Regions from separate parts of the Zea mays genome. Here region 1 is linked to region 2. The links are chromatin contacts, called in public Hi-C maps. All regions are on one chromosome and are shown on one strand. Each heading gives the region's core, a stretch centred on a gene start, on an enhancer-like site or on the middle of the called end of the contact. The rest is flanking DNA. Distances are from core to core; before and after follow the strand shown. Region 1 holds the start of LOC100282626 (beta-1,4-mannosyltransferase). Region 2 holds the start of LOC103639505.

Region 1 (5,652 bases), core at 2,462-4,961, 130 kb after region 2:
GGCCTGTGCACAACCCTAGTTTCTATGTTTGTTTCCATCGGTTTTCATCTGTAACTAAAAAGGTAAAAACCGTCCTCTAAATTTTGTTTTAACACATGAGCAAATAAATTAAAGGTTCTATACACGATTATCCAAAATATACTCCTGCTCAGAAGAAAAGGGATATTTGTACTACAAATAACCCTCCTAGATATGTATGAACATGATTTTAAAAAAAATGATAAACTATGTGTCGACGTTTAGTATCACACAATCCACTACTGAATAATCCTCATGGTGATTTTAGTTTGTAAAGGACGTGAAGGATGAGTCGCGATGACAATGGACATAAGACTTAGACGATCTTGAATAGCTAAACAGTTGTACCCCTACGCTCTGTATATGATGGTTGCTGCTTATCTTGCGTGTATATGAGCCTATGTACCTCATTAAAGTAGACCAAAGTAGACCATGTCAGATATGCACAATACCGATCTCTTAGGATCATAGGAGATTGTTTACGACCAGTTGAGCTTGTAAGTGTTTGAGTTATGAATTATAGACCTAATCGACTTATAATCCAAGTACGCGATTAGTACTTCATCTTTTGCTTGTAAGGAATACACTATCTTGTATCGTGTCTCCTTCAAAATGCTAATTGGTCCAAGAGTCATATGTGTTGTTTTCTTATACTCGTGGGATCCTGTGGTATACACTGCCCACAAGACCCTGAGATTCATGAGGACTTGCATAATCATATTCAAGGTATTTTATATGAATTCGAGTTGAAAATATGGGGCACATCGCTACATGTGCACCATATGGTGTAGCTCCATAGTTTAGAGTTGTATTGAGTAACAATCAACTCGAAGGACTTCAATAGGATCTAAAAATAAAAAAACTTTTTAGGTGTTACGCCATGTAGCCCTGAGCTTGAAGTTGTATTTTGCAAAAAAAATATCTCTAATATCGATTATGCAATTTCTTGGTAATTGTAAGGGTTTGCTAAGCCTAGAGTGGGCGTGAATAAACCTATCAAAAATATCACCTTGAAAATTATTAGCAACAACACGAGCAACTCTACTGCTTGGAGCCAACACTACCGGCTTTAGAGCAACACTGTCACACACACGAAAATGCACATGTGATGATTCAAATTCTACCCATTAAAATTAGTCTGAGTAAATTTGTAAGCTTCCTATGATGGGACATAGTATAATTCACAGTATAAACTATACTAGGATACACGAACGGAATGACCAAGACTAAACCCTAAATATTTATTATTATGAGCAAGTATATAACAAAATAACTAAGCAACTCAAGAACACGTGAATTTATCCTGTGGTTCGACATGCCACAAAGGCTTGTCCACCTCCATGTTATCGAGGAAGCTACCAAGGCTGGGGTTTCTCAACCCTATGTTTATTCTCATGTCAAGAGGCAAAGCTCTTGAAATGAGTGATTCTTACTCGTTTGTAGGAGATGATTACAAACTTACAAAGTTGCCACACAAGCGACACTGCTCAACAAATGATGCCCTAGCCTAGGAACAAGACTTCAAGAGTAATGAATGCAACCATTGGCTTGAATGCAAACCAAATGCTCTTAAGTTAGGGAACATTTTGTTGAGCTCTATTTCATTGTTTTGAGGCTATTTTCTACAACATCTCAAACTCTTTTATTATTTGATCTTAAGTGTGTGCACATTTCCTTTTTTTCAATAGTCATAGTTAGTTTCATTGAATTGTGGTGGCTTTTCTCATGTTATTAATGAGACATCTTTACACCTAAGGTTGTTAGAGGTGACCAAAGCTCTGATACCACATGATATGATCTAGATGTCTAGAGCGGAGATAAATAGCCTAAAAAATAATCTAACAAAACTTAACTTAAGAACTAGATATAAGTTCAAACTATATGCGGAAGTACGTGTCTTGGTCTAGTTCTAATTAAATACTCACTTGGTAACATGTAAAAGATATGAATAATAAAGAGGTAGCTACAAACAATAATGTAGTACTCTACACAATATTATGTAAACTATAAAATACAAATAAACAAATGTATTAATAAGAGTAACTTGGAATGCAAAATCACATGAGGCAACCGATAAATATAATATTTATTCTTGAGATTTGATTGCAAGCTCGCAATCTATTTCCTCATTATGACGTGTCCAGATTAGATGATTGATACACTAATTAGAATAATAAGCCAAACTCACAAATGATGTCATAAGATTCACTCTTGAAAGACACTCCAATAAACCACTATTCTATTAGAGTTGCTCTTCACGAATCTTTTATGGGGAATGAGCATAAGAGCCCATTGCAACATGATGATCAGAGATTCAGAGGTGATAACAATCACCAAAACTACTCAACGATCATTTGTTGCCTCCAAAACATCTAGGTGGTGACAACCACCAAAAAGTAATAAGAATCCTGTAACTCAATACGATCACTAGTGGTACTAGATGTAACAACTCAATGCAAATCACTAGAGATTACTCACAATTTCATTTTAGATGAGTCACTATCACTAGATGTGATGAGAGATGTAACACCCTCTATTAGACCATAGCATATAGCTAGGGTTAGCCGTTAGACTAGTACGGTTGCAGTTCGGTGCCTCGGTCGGGTTCAACGTTTGTTATAGCCTTATAGGCATTCTGTAGTCTTGTTTATTTCAACCTCGGCACATATGCTAACTCCAATGTGTCCTAACTACTAGAGTATATTATTTAGCCTTTCACAAATATGTCTAAAATGAATTTTCACCCGGTCTAATGCATATGCATGAGTTTATCTCTCTTCGACATCAACTGCATTGTACCAAAACAGGCATCAATGCACTACTTTGCCTTTGCATGATTAATTATCTCGGCTAGTGGCACAAAAGTAACCATCTTAAACCTTAGTTTTTCCTCTCCAGAGCTTGTTCGGTTAGAGGTGGATTTGGGAGAGGGGAATTGAAGGGGATTAAATCCCCTTTTATACAAATTTGTATAGGAGATGATTTAATCACCTCCAAATCTCCTCGATTCACCTCAAACCAAACAAGCCCTTATAGCACGACTACTTATTATAAAGCTGATTACACAATCTATCGTGTCTTAATCAATAAAATAAAATACCTTAGCTTATACATTTATCTTGAGCTTTGCATTTTGTTTTTCTCCTTTCATGCCGAGCACTTGTTCATCTTGTGGCTATATCATCATCTTTTTGTATGTGCATGCTCAACCTTTGACTTAAAACTATCTTGTTGTGTCGTTCATCATCAATAAGTAAAATATAGTTTATTGGTTGTCTCAATTATTAGAACTATACATAGAACTTTCATCCATCCTTGGACAAAATGATTTGAGTTCACTTATAAATTATCACATATTAATTATAATGTTTATAATTCAGGTGAATAGTGTCATAGATTCACAAGAAAAACGTTCCAGGTTCAAATAAGCGTTCCGGAATGAAGTGAAAAAGGTCTCTAGCTACAGACCTAAAGCGCTACAAAAAAATGTTCTGCCACATTATAATATTAAAAATATATATTTTTTTTTATTTTCAGTGCTGTAGTGAATAATACTATCGTTCCACTTATTTGTCGGTAGTGCCTCGTGGAGAGGATAAATAAGAAATCAGAAAGAATAAAAAAACAGAAGAGAGGAACAAAGAAACAACCCCGGATTGGTAAAACGGGTTGGCAAAAGAAACGGGTGATGATAAAGAACAGCCCAGGAAAACGGTCCAGGGGTTCCTGGCTTGGGCCGAACAACCCCGTATTGGGCTACCGCTGCAGCGGTTCATTTTCACCACGCGTGCGCTCTCTCTGTCTGCGACGACTGGGCTACGCCGCCGCCGCCGTCCTCCGTCTGGTGCCGAGGTCTTCGTTGGACCCTTCGCCCGCGACTAGCGTCCGCCAGGTGCCAGGTTTTCCCGCTCGCACCATCTCTCTTCCATTCCTGATGTGCGAAACTGAGCACCCAAAACCTTAATTAACCGGCTGTACATGTGTATACCCATGTCCTTTACCGATCCTATCCCTGACCATAGGCTGAAGGCGATGGCGACGGAGAGGAGGCGCGCGTCAGTCGTGGTACTGGGCGACATCGGCCGCAGCCCGCGGATGCAATACCACTCCCTCTCGCTCGCTAACCAGGTCTGTTCCTCCTAAATCTACCATCTCGTTTTAGCAGCGGTTGGATTGGGCAGTGCTGCACTGGAGCCATCTCTCCAGCTTGCTGCACGCAGTTGATTGTTTCTGCAGTAGCAAAAAAAAAAAAAAAACTATTCGTCATGGAAAGATTTTGGAGTGGCGTGAAGGAAGGAATACTCCTTACAGTTGCCTATCCGATGTTCTGAACACCAAACATGCAATTTTAGTGTGATAGCGCATGCTTTTCCTTTCTATCGTTGTTGATCCTTGTCCATCTTCACAGGCCAGTATGGAAGTGGACATTGTTGCAAATGGAGGTACTGGGTTCTTCACAATTTCAGTTATTTCAGTTTTATGAATCTACTCACACTCTTTAGTGGGAACCTATTTATGCCTCAGTTATATGCTGCTAAGTTTGTATTGTGCAATATAAAGTTATGTCAGCTTCTGTTGTTCTTTTTTTTTTCCTATGGAGATATGACGTTGTGTAAATGAACAGGAAGTGATCCTCACTTGTCACTGAGAGAGAATCCATCAATTCACATCCACGAGATGGTATTGATGTTGCAAACTATTCTGTTGTTGTGTATTGTCTTTTTTTAATCACTGTTAACTTGAAAATTCTCTCTTCAGAAAACAGTGCAGTTAACTGGAATTTCAAAGATATCTGGTGCTCTGTCACTTCTACTTAAAGCTGCTGTCCAGTTCATTTTGCTGGTTTGGTTTCTTTGTTTTAAGATTCCTCGCCCTGATGTCTTTTTTGTTCAGGTTAGTGTCAAGTTCCTTATTATATGTATTCAGAATTGCATGAACATTACACACAACCTCTATCAGTTCAGATGTCATATGAAGTAAACTTGCTAATGTTAGAATCTTGTTATCGTGCCTGGATTAAACTGGAGATCATGCTATGCAGTGGCTTTGGTGTATGGTCTTCCTATTTCTGACACCTTCTCATTGTGACTAGTCTTTGTCAGCACATTTGCGAAGCTGTCAATCTAACTCGTACATCCTTATTTGCAGAATATGCTCCAGTCTCCTCTTTTAGTTGATTATATTGTAGTTTTTTTTATCATGAGTGATTAAATTTTACACCTTTTGTTTTTTTTTTGACATAGCCTCAAAATTTTCAACAACATTCTTTATGATGCAACAAGAGGCCTAATTTCGTTTTTTGTTTATATTTTCTCCAATAGAATCCACCCTCTGTTCCAACACTGGCTGCTGTAAAACTGGCAAGCTGGCTGAGAGGTGCTAAATTTATTGTTGATTGGCATAACTTTGGATATACATTGCTGGGGTTGTCGCATGGCAGAAGTCACATTATTGTCAAAATCTATTTCTGGTAATATATTTTACCCTGTTTGTTTATCTTCTGTTAAGATTAACATAGCATATATAACTTGGTGTTAAAATTTTTTCTCCGTGACTTGAATATATCTGTTAATGTTGTAGCATGTTCTGTATTATATATAGGTTTGAGAAGTACTTTGGGCAGATGGCTGATGG
Region 2 (5,906 bases), core at 3,318-5,817:
TAGCAGTGCATATTGGATCTTAGGCTAAAATATCCATGCATACATCCCTAACAATGAAACTATTAGCATTATTTGTTGCGTTTGGATAGTAAACTAACAATTGGGCAAGGATTTATTTAAAAATTTGTTCTTATACTACAACTATCTTTAACCGTTAAATTTTAGATGTGGTGGTCATTAATGATGAGACAAAATTATTATTACTAACATATGTTTTGTAGAGGCAATTTTAATTAGATCAAAATAATAATGAATGTTTGGGCAATCGGTAGTTCACATGCCTCTAAATATGAAATTTATTTTGATTTTCAAAGAATAAATTACAAGGTTAATTAATGATGAACTATGACACACACTTATTAAACTTGGCACTAACTAACTCAAAGGAGGACCAAAAATATTTAAAAAATAAACCTTGTTCATACAGTGTTTAAATTGAAAATGGTTTGGTGGTGTTTGTAGGTGTCATGCTCTAAGAAATAGGGTCATTGGACCATCGAACATGGTCCAACGCTTACACGTGGTTGCTAGAGAAAACCTGATCGTCAGGCCATGAGGAATATGGTCGTTGAACCATAACGTTTGAGCCCAACGGTGTCCAGAAATAGACTAGATAGGTTTTGTATGTGTCAGGATGGTCTGATGGTTGTTGTTGGACCAAACTGTGCAGCTGTAGCAACTAGGGTTCTCCTTACAAGGCGTTGGACCCTAACGGGATGGTCGTGGGACTATCATAGAGGTTTCATGAGTGTTGGACTGGTCCGACCGTAGAGGGGGAAAGGGTCGTCCAACTATATGGTCCAGTTGAATACTCTAAAGGTTATATCTAACTCAGTAAGGTCATTATGACTATTGAGTCTCATCGGACCAAGGGTTATGGTCCGACGGCTAGGCATCAGATGGCCCGACACCTATGTTTTTACCCTAGAGTTTTTATAACATACAATTAGGTGGTTGGAGTGTATAAATGCACCCCGACTCTCCCATTCTAACTCTCTTATCTATGTGTCCAGCTCAAAAGTCATTTGAAGAGATAGGGATTTGTTATTTGTGAGATTAGTGCCTTACTAGTGCATTGAGAGAAGTAAATGTGCACCTATCGATCTCATTAGCCTTGGATAGGTCAAGTTAGAGGTTGTGCTTGTTACTCTTGTTGATCGATATCATGCATTTAGATGGTTAGACGTCGATTGAGAGTTTGGTGATCGCTCACAGAGATTATAGGTGGTCCAACTTAAGGTGTAAATGGTTGTGGATTCATCCTACTAGAGTGGTAAAGATTCAATCCGTAGAGAGCATATGGTCCTTGGGTGAATAAAGAGAGAACGATACTCTTGCGTGGTTGCTTCAACGAGTAGTGGAGAGTGTCAACTATTTGATACCTCGTCAAAACATTGTCATCTTTCAAACCCTTTTTACATTACAAATTTATATTTGAACAACTCATTTATTGTCTTTACATTATTAGACTTGTTATGCTAGAGTATAGTTGGAACCTAGGGTGCAAAACTTTTGTTTAGATAACACTTTTAGGTGAAGTGAGCTATCAGGTAGAATTTAGTTTATGCAAGAAACTCTATAAAGAAGATATTTTTAGTATCGATTCACACGTTGCTTCACATGTTCTATCCTGACGACTCTACTAGATATAATGCTACTTGTGAGTAGAAAGAAGATTCTTTTATTATATTTTAAGTTTGTAAGAGCCTTTAGAACCGGTTGATGGTAAAAGCTGGCAGTAAATTAAGGGGGTGTTTAAATGCACTAGAACTAATAGTTATTTAGCTAAAGATTGTTAGTGAAATTAGATAGCTAACCAATAACTATCTAACTATTAACTAATTTATCAAAAATAGCTAATAGCTGAAATATTAGCCAGGGTGTTTTGATGTCTCAACTAATTTTAGTCACTAACTATTAGTTCTAATACATTCAAACACCCCTAAGAGCCATTTGGTACTGGTTTTTGCCATCAAACAATACTAAAGAGCTCTTTAGTAGCTGATTTTGTATCAACCACGCCTTTAAAGATTTTTTGCCCAGTATTATCGATTGGAGCCACCAACCTATGCTAATATGTGAAGGCAACATCAATACAGATAAAACCACCAACCGATATTAACACTCTCACTTGTCACTAGACCCTTAATATTTCGAACCCGTATTAATAATAGCATTAATATTGGTTCTAATTCAATAATCCTATATATGAAGCCCCTTATTTTACACGATTTATCGAAGTTAGCCTTCATATTAGAAACTGTTTCAGTACTCAAGATGGCAAAGGTCGTCATCAGTGTTGTTATTCACGTGTGTTTGCTTACCTACGAAGAGAGTTAATAATACTATAGAACACGTACGACCGATACAGCAGTGATGTCAACTGATGGACGTTTGCTAGCTAATTGAAACGCTAGCAGGATCGAGTTCAGACCCGGACCAATCGATTGAGAACACATAATACACAGACATCTTGTAGCGTCGTCCGCGCGCATATTCTGTCGTGCTCGCCACTCCCACCTCATCATCGATCGATCGATCGCGGAAGGCGTGGTTACTTTTTTAAGCTCTGGATTGAGCTGGGATATGGTCGCGAAGTCAACCCCCCGCAGCCGTTTCTTGGCTGACGGAACCGGCAGCAGCGTGGCGTGGCGTGCGCTGCGGCCCGCCGGCCGGCGATTATTAGCTGGATCGACACGCGATTAGACCGCAGTGATCGCCGAGTTTATCGATCGCAAGGGCAAGACGCGGTGGGTGGGTGACGATGACGAGTTGACGACGACGGACGTCGTAGCAAACATTCTTATCTTTATTATCTTAAAACCATGGCACTGCTACGTGCACTACACTTGGCGATGGATGCACGCGGCATGCAGCTCTGCTCGGACATATGCTGACGACGACCGAGAGCAGCATGCAGGATCAGCAGAGCAGCTCGGGATAACGATGATCCGCTCCAGTAGTTCAGTCGTGGTTATCCATCGGCCTCTCCGCCACTAATAAATTTCCTAATTTGGCCCTCGATCAAAACGGTGTCGTTTTCTTTCTATTCTAGTAGGATAACAGAAATGCGCAGGCCATACTGGATTTTTCGCTTCTGGATGTCGGCGTTTTAGCATGTGGACTGGTGTCCGCCTAGGAATGGTCACCGGCACCGCCTCTTCCGTCGCCCGTCTCTTGTCTCGTGAGGATAGCAAATCCAACATCACAAAAGGCGAAGCCGGCCTGGGCCCTCAAAGCCCAGTCCGGTAAAACAAAGTGGAACGGCCCAACTAAGCCGAGGCAACCCGTTGATTAAAACCCAAACAGTATATCTGCAATGTTACAGAAAAGGACGGTAGGCTTAGGTTTTAATTAAAACATATCATGTGCTAGAAAAAAATGACTTCATGTTAATCCTCATAAATCCTGCTAGTGCTAGGTCGTTGCATTCTCGAGATGCACCGTTGTCTAGTCAACAGGGTTTGATCGGAGGCCGCGCGCGCCTCCTCGTCAAATTCGGTTGATTTTCAGAATCTTCGAGATTAACGATTTCTTTCTCCTGCTACTCGTGGAATCGTATGGGTGTGTGAACATAAATATTTTGAATTCCAACCTCATCCACTTTCAGCATTGATAGTTGATACGCCATTATGCGTGCATTTGACGATGTTTCACCACCCCTTTGCAATTGCCAAGGTTATATGGATGGAGTGCATACGGAACGCACAAATAAAGACCAGCTGCAGTATTGTACATAATATGTATGTATATGCATCTCTAATCTTTTAAAGCGAGTTTGGTGCATTGCGTGCATCAAAGCAAGCGTGTAGGTTAGTTTCTCTCCCGCTTCTCGCCTAATCATAGGTTATTACGTCCTAGATAGACCGTGATGAACTAACTAAGTCAAACACGACACCAAGTCGCACATAGCGCAGTGTTCCCATTTAGTACTATGAAGTAGGACGAATGACACTACACCAAAATCATACACTTCCTACGGTTTTTTTAACTTTCTACAACTTTTATAATAAACCGTAGAAAATAAATAACTTTCGAGAGACAACTGATAGATCTAGGAAATAAACATATTTTCTTATGGTAATTTATAAATGTTGTAGGAAGTTAGCTTTTACATGCTGACTCGTTCGTGTGGTCAAACGAGCCGCTAACTTTCTACGACCTACTCTAGTAAGTAAGCTTCTCTTGCTAACTTTCTACGGCCTACTCTAGGAAGTAAGATTCTCCTGCTAACTTCCTACAGCCTTCTCTAGGAAGTTAGCTTTCAGTTGCCGATCCCCGGGTGCGGTCAAACGAGTCGCTAACTTCCTACGGCCTCCTCTAGTAAGTTAGCTTTCAGCTTTTGACCAGTCAAACGAAAAGCTAACTTCCTATGGCCTGCTCTAGGAAGTAAGATTCTCCTGCTAACTTCCTACGGCCTCCTCTAGGAAGTTAACTTTCAGCTTTTAATCAGTCAAACGAAAACTAACTTCCTACGGCCTGCTCTAGGAAGTTAAGTAACTTCCTACGGCTTTACTTTAGAAAGTTATATTTTTTTATCTTACCCTGCGAATCTACCTTATCTTCCTCTCACTATCCTTTCTCGATCTTGTTCCTTGCAACCACCGTCGGTCGCGCCCCACGCCCGCCCCACCACCCGCCCGCCGCGCCCGCCCCCACCCACCGTGGGCTTTCCCCGCACCGCCGACGCCCCCATCCGCCAGTCGGCCGCCGCGCCCCCGCCCGCCGTGCCCCTCACCGCCCCGCCCCACCGCGCCCCTCGTCGGTTGGTGCTCGTGGCCATGGCGGTGGCGAAGGTCAAATCGGTCGCCGTCTCCGTTAGTCACAAGTGTCGGGTACTGATCGCGAGCAATATCAGCGACCGTTTCGCACCTCCTTAGTTGTTCTTTCTCTTACTTCCCTCGCCCCTGGTTTCACAGAATATCTTGGCCACCGGTTGGGAAGCGCACCTCAACACTGTCAAGGCTGACAACAAGGGAAGGTGCATACGCTCGTATCTTATCATTTCATCTGTGTATTTGTGCGCATAAATAAGGTCTCAACGGTAAGAGTTGTTTGTCTTAATTGTTTTTTTGTTGGGGTGCTATTGGGCAGCAAGAATGAGATTTACACGTCGAGGGTGCACTACATGATCCATAAGGGCACACCCTACTTGATTGTCCCCGAGAACGACATGCACAACATTGTAAAACTCTTAATTCTTCATTTACTTATGGTGTTCGGTAAATAGTAGTTGCTGTTATAATCAAACTGCATTAAAAATTTATTGCTTGTGTGGAATCTTGTGTTTGATAGAACATTATAATCGATGAGCGGGGGTCTCTTGCAGTATTCAGTCTGATTCGTGACCGAGTTGCGAGCTTATTGAAGCCATCGAAGGTACTTCTCTATGAATTTCAACTTGATGCTTTTGAAATTGTTGCTCGCTTGCTTTTCTAGCATTGCTTGTACAAGCACCTTAGTCTTGTTGTTGAATACATACACCTCCTCGTGTTGGTATGACTGGTGATGTTCTGCGCCTGAAAGACTCAAAGGTAAACTTGTTCTGCAGTCACCCTGCATGCATAAACATGCTCCATTGCTTACTATTGGTAGTAAGGTGATGCCGACTAATCTTTATGTATTGTGCTTAAGGTTCCAATTATTGAAGATAGCCTGAAGCAAACTATGCATAATACTTCTTCCTTTGAGTATCCATCTGTGTTCCTATAATTTAAACACCAGTATGCTCATGCCCACCTGCAGGGTGTTGACTCCACCTTCTAGTGCCTCCTTATCCAGCTCTCCATGTAGACATGTCCAATATTTCTCCAGTGCCTTTAAATAACCTAATGAGGGCATGTAAACATTTTGTTATACAATGACTCATTTATGTCCTACAGATTTGTTATGCCCATATGCCAGTT

What was found. A called contact is a pair of places that touch in the nucleus more often than the background predicts.
Region 1: a Hi-C map of leaf shows a contact between it and region 2, with 5 times the contacts expected there. The contact joins the promoter of LOC100282626 here to the promoter of LOC103639505 in region 2. A contact is called at or near these places in 2 of 25 Hi-C or Micro-C datasets (bundle sheath and leaf).

What each region holds. Positions count from the first base shown.
Region 1 is chr9:156,807,258-156,812,909 of Zm-B73-REFERENCE-NAM-5.0, forward strand. LOC100282626 (beta-1,4-mannosyltransferase) reads left to right here and starts at 3,712. Exons shown (of 17, transcript NM_001412124.1): 1 at 3,712-3,910; 2 at 4,041-4,146; 3 at 4,427-4,460; 4 at 4,643-4,698; 5 at 4,777-4,911; 6 at 5,340-5,488; 7 at 5,620-5,652. The coding sequence starts at 4,051.
Region 2 is chr9:156,674,054-156,679,959 of Zm-B73-REFERENCE-NAM-5.0, forward strand. LOC103639505 reads left to right here and starts at 4,568. Exons shown (of 8, transcript XM_008662256.3): 1 at 4,568-4,835; 2 at 4,920-4,981; 3 at 5,095-5,185; 4 at 5,296-5,379. The coding sequence starts at 4,782.